2 separate regions of the Arachis hypogaea genome follow, and region 2 is linked to region 1. The links are chromatin contacts, called in public Hi-C maps. All regions are on one chromosome and are shown on one strand. The core of a region is the stretch at or near the end of the contact, and the rest is flanking DNA. Distances in the headings are between cores, read along the strand shown. Region 1 has its middle 8.0 kb from the start of LOC112706384. Region 2 holds the start of LOC112706390 (endo-1,4-beta-xylanase 1).

Evidence for each region. A called contact is a pair of places that touch in the nucleus more often than the background predicts.
Region 2: a Hi-C map of leaf shows a contact between it and region 1, with 2.7 times the contacts expected there. The contact joins the promoter of LOC112706390 here to the enhancer-like site in region 1. A contact is called at or near these places in 2 of 8 Hi-C or Micro-C datasets (leaf and an unstated tissue).

Annotation. Positions count from the first base shown.
Region 1 is chr8:17,170,613-17,174,964 of arahy.Tifrunner.gnm2.J5K5, forward strand. No RefSeq gene overlaps it. Among protein-coding and RNA genes, the nearest start is that of LOC112706384, 8.0 kb to the right of the region's middle. Within about 2 kb of position 2,154, at least 1 of the 3 cell types and tissues checked has open chromatin away from gene starts, as enhancers often do.
Region 2 is chr8:17,252,415-17,256,766 of arahy.Tifrunner.gnm2.J5K5, forward strand. LOC112706390 (endo-1,4-beta-xylanase 1) reads left to right here and starts at 2,135. Exons shown (of 7, transcript XM_025757682.3): 1 at 2,135-2,519. The coding sequence starts at 2,406.

The DNA.
Region 1 (4,352 bases), core at 904-3,403:
AAATTGAAGTAGAGAATGACGATTTTATAACGTTTTGTAACATTGAGGATGATTTTAATAAGAAAAAAAGGTCGGATATGATTTTAATTTTAATTCCAGACCTTGAGGACGAAAAAAATACTTATTACTAAAAAACAACAACCTCCATCTCTGTTCAATATTAAATAAATTTTTAAACTTAAATATGTTTTTAAATATTAATTTATTGATTTACATATTACTAAATCACATGTACATAATTCCTGACCATTCAAATAAACTTGAAACATAAAAGTATATTATTTTTCACATTTTTATAACTTAATTTTCTACACCTGATATATCAAAAAATACTAAACAAACTATAAATTATAAAATCAATATCCATAAAAAAATTAAAATCAAATTTTAAATATTAATATATTAATACCAACTATTAAATAAAAATGAATAGAATAATTTAAATTCATATAAGAATTAGTGACCTGCTCTTCATTCATATAACCGACTATGTGTCTATCTTCATTGAGTTGACTAATGTAAAAATCCTATGATTCTCATGGGTGCTGAGCATTATCTGTCATAATTGCTTTTCTTCTTTTACTTTCTTCTTTCAACCTTTTCACTCACTCCTTCAACCCTTTCACTATCATAGATGGTAAGAGAAATTTAACGCATTGTCACAGGCGAAGGGAGCGTTTATAAAGACTTGATTTCATGTCCTTTTTGCAGGCTTGTAGTGCGAAAATGAAATTCAAATTTTACCTTCATTTTTTCGCTGTGTACTTTTGCGATAATAGGAGAGGATTCTGCCGTGTCTTTGCAGGCCTCTATTACGGAAATAAAAGATCTTGTTTTACATTTAATTCGAAAATATAACTAAATGCACATAAAAAAAAAAAATCTTATGTTCATTTTATATTTATGCAAAAACACAACTAAATACAAAAAATGATATAATTTTTGTATCTACATTTAAAAGTAGTAAATAATTAATTTTTTAATTTAAAAATAAAAAAAACGCATATACATGCATACATAACCAAAAGAAGGAGCAATGAGAGAAGGTGAGAGCAGGGGAGGGCCCTTAAGGGAAAAATACAGTGAGGTCGTTGGTAATGTCAACAGAAGAGATAAGGAAAGAGTGAGGAAGGATTTGTATCTGGTGTTAAGGAGGAAAATAATCTTGGAAGAGTAGCTAAGCCTCTGAGAGTGTCGTTTAGAGACAAAGTGGGGGTGGGGTGGCCAGGGGGGAGGGCGAGAAAATAGTTGCGTCCTTTGCTTTGGCAGGGACGTTAAGCGGGGTTAAAATAGCTATTGTGAAAGGGAAGTTATGCCACCATGTGTAACTTTTACTGAGGAGGCAAGGAATGCTCTAGCACAACCTTACAGAAATGATATTGTGATCAAGATATTGGATAAGTATTATAGTTGTTAGAAAGATAAGAAAGTAGAAAAAAAGATTTGTGTGTATTCAAGTTGTTTATTCAAGTTATCTAAAATAATACAATATAAAAGAGTATTTATAGGTACTAAGAGAATTATAATAATAAAGACGTAATCTCGTATAATGAATATTCAGATACAATATAAAAGAGTATTTATAAGTACTAAGAGAATTGTAATAATAAAGACGTATTCTCGTATAATGAATCTGAATATACTAAATAATACTAATTGATTCTAATTACATGGCGCTAATCCATAAACTCAGTTCTGTTTGGCGTACAAAGGGCGGTTATGATCTATTGGACGTAGGTTACGACTACTTCCTTGTGAAATTTAATTCAATAGAGGATAGAGTGAGAGTTATGCTAAGAGGCCCATGATTGATTGATAAGAACTCTGTTGCGGTGAAGTCTTGGACACAAGATTGGTTCAACGTTAGTGTGAAATTGAATCGCGAGGCTGCTTATTTGATGCTATCAAGAAGAGAATATGATGTGTATTGTAGAAGCAGTTGGAAAGCCCCGAAAAGATCAGCTGGGCAGAAGAGGAGAATTGGCTGTGAATTAGAAGCTTCGTGTCCCAAAAAAATACAAATTCTTGATATGACTCTGTCTTCACAACGTTATTCCTTCAGCAAATTTCAGATATAGTCGTGGTTTAGCTACTTGTAATATATGTCATAGATGTAACACTGTTCCTAAAACTCTTTTGCATTATACTCTCAGAAATTGTCCCAAGGCTAATATAATTTGGATTGCTTTAGGTCTCACTATAGCAAATATTAACCTATCCTTTTGGTTAAAGAACAGCTGCAAGTATGGTAATTTCTTTATCTTCTTCTCGGCTTTTTAGTGGATTTGGCGTGATAGGAATAATAAGCTTTTTAACTTTGAAGATCCTTGGAATGTGGGTAGGTGATTAGTTTGATTAGAGGGCCAACTAGGGAGTTGCATACTATTTGTACCAAGCATCATTTCTTAAGTCCTGCCTCTCTGTGGCTATTTTGGGTACCTCCCTCTATTAATGCTATTAAAATTAATTGTGAGGCTAGTCTTTGTAGTTAAAATGGTACTGCTCGTTTTGGTTGTATTATTTAAAATTCTGATAGATGTTGATTGAAGAGTTGTGATGATTTCATTATAACTGACAGTGTTCTTTAGGCTAAATTTTATGCTATTTAGAGGAGACTTGATGATGCTATGCAAGAGTGAAATTTGGTACACAAAGTCCAAGATATCTTGACATGTAACTGAAGAGCGAATATTTCTTTAATCTAGAGATCAGCCAATAGTGCGACTAACCTCATAACTAATTTTTTTTTATTAAGTATAGAATATTATGTGGAATACCTACAAACTCTAGTACTCTACTATGTGATTTGGCGTGTTTTTTTTGTTTATTTTTTCTTTTATCTTTAGTCACAGAAAAAATAACCAAAAGAAGAAAAGGAGAAACCTCGCATTCTGAAAATGGAGCTCATGCAAGATATATGACCGCTGACATGAAAAAAAAAAAGTAGGAAAGACTTGTGATATTAATTTTTGAATGGAAAAATATAGGTAACAATGAAAATATTAAACAATGTGAATAATAGATATATCAAATGTTTATTTTACTAGGTGTACGGATGGTTATTTTAATATTAAGATTTAGATGGTTAATTTGGAGATGTAGTGTGTTTTTATTTGTTTGGTGGTTGTTCATGTTGTTCAAAATAGTCATGGTTATTTTAATATTAAAATTTAGATGGTTAATTTAGAGGTGTAGTGTGTTTTTATTTATTTGGTGGTTATTCATATTTTTCAAAATAGTCATTGTTTACCTGACACTTCTCTTTTTTTATTTTCATATAGAAAACTCTTCATGTTCGTTCCCTCCAAAATTCCAAATTGCAAATCTCATAATTAATTGAGATAGGCTTCTACTACTAATGTCTCTTAGCTAAATTCAACTGAAAAAAAAATATACACACTCAAAGCAACTTTTTTTTTTCAGTAGTTAAGTTTTCAATACCGTAATAATATATTTTCCTTCCTCTAATGAAAAGCGACGTGAAATATTGCCTAAGAATATGATCGCACCTATAATAATGATCATGATGCTAAGCTTCCTTATCATTAGGTTAGACTTGGTTATCTCGTATAATTGAAATATATTCAATCCTCGATTTCATTCGCTCAATGCCAAAACAAATGCATCACCAAATTATATTAAGAATCGACGCCATTCGAATAAGAAAAATTCATTATGTACTAAAACAGTGAAGTCACAAATATCTCGTAATACTCTTCAAATCACAAAAATAATGCTATCCATAGAACAACACATAAGAAATCTCTGCACAGCAATACAATACGATAATCCACCATCTACAAGCTCAGATCCTGAGAGAAGATCCGAAGACGAGAGCAGCGGCGGCAGTAAAGATAGCGGCGACAAAGGACGGAGAGATGGCGGCGGCGGCAGAGGTAGGGCTGGGAGCCGGCGCATCAGCGGCGTGAGCAGCGCCGACGATGGCGACCAGCACCGCCATTGTGGCCATGACTGCGAGCTTAGTGGAAGCCATTGACGATGCTTTCTCTTTTTAGGATTTTAATTTGGACCACTGATTTTGAGAAGAGATTAGAGATATTATTTCAGCGAAGCTAAGTTTGAAGGAAAAAGTGTGTGTTCAGTGGTTATATATAAGGGAGTTGGGTGAAGAGCGGTTGCGGGCAGTCGGGGCAGCTGCCCGAATTTACAGTCTGGCCAATGAATATAGAGTGCCAGCTAATTCCGTTACTAATAATGCAAATTTTTCAATTTTTGTAACAGATTCTAGTTTGATATGACCGATGTGCAACGACGTTGTTTCGTTAATTCTTCATCTAAAGGCGAAGCCGGCTTCAATCCCACGAGGCTGCCACCCAGTTTATGCCCTAATA
Region 2 (4,352 bases), core at 885-3,384, 82 kb after region 1:
TGAAGGTCCATTTATGGTAGAGGTGAAATTGAGTGGGTTCAAGAGCGTCAAAATCTATGGCTAGACAGAACAATAGTAAAAACACATGCTAGTAAACAAAACAGTGAAAATACTTGAAGACATCACATCAACAATAACAGAATAATGGAGGAATTCTATTAAATTTTTCTGAGTATTTTTTTGGTGTAAAGATAGTCCTCTGTTAAACGAGCGAATTAGTTTTTTTTGTCAGTGTCAGTTTGTTTGTTCATCCCATAACAAAAAAAAATAATAACAATAATAAATAAATTTAATTTACCTGATCACTTTTGATAATAGGTTAACTTTTAAAGAGTGCTGCACTCCCTACTTTACCCGGAGTGCACTAGCTTTCGCCAACTTTCTGCTATTGATTTCTGTTCAAATATGTTAGTGGAGCACGAAATTTGTTTGGATTAGGAATATGAAGCAACTTGATTGTTGGAACAATTAGTTTGCTGACGGAAAATCTTTGAAATTTTCTCTCTCTACACTTAACCTTTGAAGTTCTCGTTGGCGTCATTTAGCCAGTCAAACTTGGCTACCATGAGAGGTGGCTTTGTGAGGGAGGAGCAGCCCGACCCCATGGACCTAGGAAAGAAAGAAGAATAGAAGGAGAACTGCTACGCCCAAATAGCAAAAAAGTAAGAAAGTCCTCTAGAGAACAAAAATTCACAAGGGAGGAAGCTTTAGCCCAAAGGATGGAAGAATGGATAGAAGGTGAAACTGTACAAGAAAATGCAGTAGAGGTGATTATAGAAGAGGCTAACAAAAGTGGCAAAGAAGATGAAATAGGATGGACCTCCAAGAACTAGTCATTTGCCCAAGTGGTAAAGACAAAAAAGTCAAAAAAGAATTAGAGCCAACATGCAAATGCCACTAAATTTATGGAAAAGAATAGCGAGGATGATCAGGAAGAGGAAGTGCATGAAGTCTTCGTAGAAAAAATTGCTGAAGGGCTTTTCAATTTGGTCATCAGAGATGATGTTAAAGCTGAGCTAAAAAAAAGATTGATGGGACTCTTTGATAGTTAAGCTGTTAGGCAGAAAGATCTGTCTACTTGCTTTAAAAAGGAGATTGGAGGTAATGTGAACTAAAATGGAAAGCATTGATGTGATAGACATAGGAAATGATTTCTTCCTTGTTCGTTTCATAATTTTAAATATCTCGATTTCACACTTATGGAAGTCCCCTGGAAGATTTTGGATCATTACCTAGCCATTCAGCTATGAAAACCTGATTTTCAATCCTTATAGAAACCATTGCATCTTGGATCAGACCACCAGGCCTTGCAATTGAATACTACAATAGTATGATATTGAAAAAATTGGTAACATTGTTGAGAGAACCCTTAAGGTTGACACAAATACATTTCAAATCTCCAATGGTAAATTCGTAAGGATTTGCATTGAAGTGGACTTGTAGAAACCGCTTGTATCTAAATACCTCATTAATGGGGTACTTCATACTGTGGAATTTGAAATGATACATCAAGTATACTTTGCTTGTGGTAGAGTTGGGCATAAAAAGAATGATTGTCCACAATTAAAGAAAGCTGTAGTGAACCAAGGAAGTATGGTGGAAAATGAGAGAACGGAAGAGCCATTAAGGGAGGAAAATGCTGCTAACGGTGAAAAGAACGTGCTGGAGAAGGAGAATGGTAAAAGATTAATTGTGGAAACATAGTTGTACAACGTACAACACGTGACAAAAAGAATAATAAAACTGGCAAAGGTACAAGTAGTCGGGCGTCCGAAAAAGGGAAAGAGCAGAGGATCGTGGAGACAACAACATTTTCTCTAGGTTTGCTGCGCTATAAAATGATGAGGTTAATTTCTATTCAAATTATTGAAAAAGTACAAAGGTGATAAAAAGCAAGTAATCAAAGCTAGGCCACAAGGGGATAAATTTAAAGCCCAAAAAAGAGAAAAGACAAATGACACAAAAGGTAAACAAACATAGAGCCTTTCCTACAGAACCCAAAGCCAAAATCAGTCCACTAATAATAAAAAAATGTGCCAAACAAACCTAGCCTTAACCCATCTAGGTTTGTCACCACTAAAGTCCAAGAAGGAAACAAAACTTTTACAAGCAACCAGCAACAATAGCCTGACCCACAATAGCAACAGAAGTAACAATCTATCTCACCTTTCCATAACCATCGCACACCCAAACCCTTCCAATATCGATAACACCCTGAACCAGAACATGCAAATTTATCCCCAATCTCATCATTTCAAAGAGAATTAGACTGCAATGAAAAATGATACCCCTTCACAGATGTTACAGGTGGTGGAATCAGTCTTGGACGAAATGAATTTGGACAAACCGCCTAATTTAGCCCCCCAAGTTTTGAATCCTTGGAATCAAAGGTTCTGATATAGCTTATGGACAAATTTGAAAAAGAAAATAGAGGCAATGAAGCCATGATTCTGGGAAACCGCAACGAGATAGGGGATGAGATGCAGTCCAGTGATGGGACTTGCCCCTCTCTTGGTCAGGTACTCTGATGAGCTTTGAATGTGTGGTATTCTGCTATTTTTTATTTTGTTTTAATCTCCTATCTATATGAAGATTCTTTCCTGGAATATCAGAAAGTTGCGAATAAGTTTACAATTCACACACTCAAAGAGATTGTTAGCTAGCATAGGCCCGGCATTACTGTGTTAGTTGAAACCAAATGTAGTAGAGATACTGCCAATAGAGTTATCAAAGAAATGGGGTTCATGTATAACATTCTGAAAATGGCGATTGGCTTCGTGGGTGGAATATGGGTATTATGGAATAATGATGGCCTGAGATTGAGGGTTGATATTTCTCACCAACAGTTTATTCACCTAGAGGTTAAAGACTTGAAGAAAAGAGTGTGGTACTTGACAGCAATATATGCCAACCCTCATCCCCAATAGAGGCACATCTTATAGGAAGCTTTGAAAGATATAGCTAGAGATGTAAGGAAGGAATGGATGTTGATTGGTGACTTCAATGATATCATAGAAGAGATAGAGAAAAAAGGAGGAGCGCCTATTGATAGCACAACTTGTAACTAGTTTAGAGGATAGATTGAGGAGTACTGTTTAATTGATCTGGGATTTATAGGCTCCAAGTTTACCTGGATTGATGGTATTAGAGAAGGCAGAGAAAAGACCTTTAAGAGACTAGACCGTGCCTTAGCAAATTCATCATGGAGGCTGACCTTTTCAGATGTGATTGTGAATGTTCTCCCAAGAGTGAATTCTGACCACCACCCCTTTTTAGTAGATCTTAAACCAAGGAGATTTGATAGAGATAAAAATCTATTTCGTTTTGAAGTGATGTGGCTAACTCACCCAGATTTTGCAGATTTCATACAACATTGTTGGAGAAATAATTATCAATTATGAGAGCACTAGAATCAATTAGAGGCAACCTTAAAACTTGGAACATTGAGGGGTTTGGGCATGTAATGAAGAAGAAAATAAGAATCCTCAACTGCCTTTAAGGAATTCAAAATGCGGTATCCTATAGCAATAACATGTTTCTCCAGGATTTGAAGAGTTGAAACATGAATTGGAGACTATCTTGAACCGTGAAAAAATTTTTTGTTACAAAAATCTCGATAACAGTGGATTGTAGAGGGGGAATAGAAATACGAGGTACTATCATACAAAAATTATTATTATAAGAAGGAAAAATAGAATTATCAAGTTGAGAAGGCAAGATGGCAGCTTGTGTGAGAATAGTAAAGAGTTGATGGAATTTATCTGGAACTTCTACAAGGACCTGTATAAAGAAAATGATGTGAATAGGGCGCCCCTAAACACCAATTGTAAATTTTACATAATAAAAGAACATGTTAACACTAGTATATATTAAGTGCTCCTGGCTTTGATGTCATTAAAACTTCCCCTTTCAACATAGGCTCTATGAAAGCTCCAGGTGAAGACGATTTTTCAGCCTTGTTTTTTAAGAAAAAGTGGTAGACTTTGGGGCACTCCTTTGTGCACTTTATCATTTTCCTATCGAATAACCCAAGTGAAATTGCAAGTATAAATTAGACTCTCTTGGCACTGATACCTAAGAATAATCAACTAGAATTTATAAATCAATTTCGACAAATATCTTTGTGCAATGTGGTATATAAAATCCTTACAAAGATTCTGGTGAAAAAGCTAAAATCCCTTCCAAATGATAAAATTTCTCCTTGTTAGTTAAACTTTGCTCTTGGTCGTATTATATATGATAACATAATCATCGCAAAGGAAATGATACATGATATGAGAAAGATGAAAGGAAAAAAGAAATTCACAGCCATCAAAATTGATTTTAAAAAAGCATATGATAGATTAAGTTAG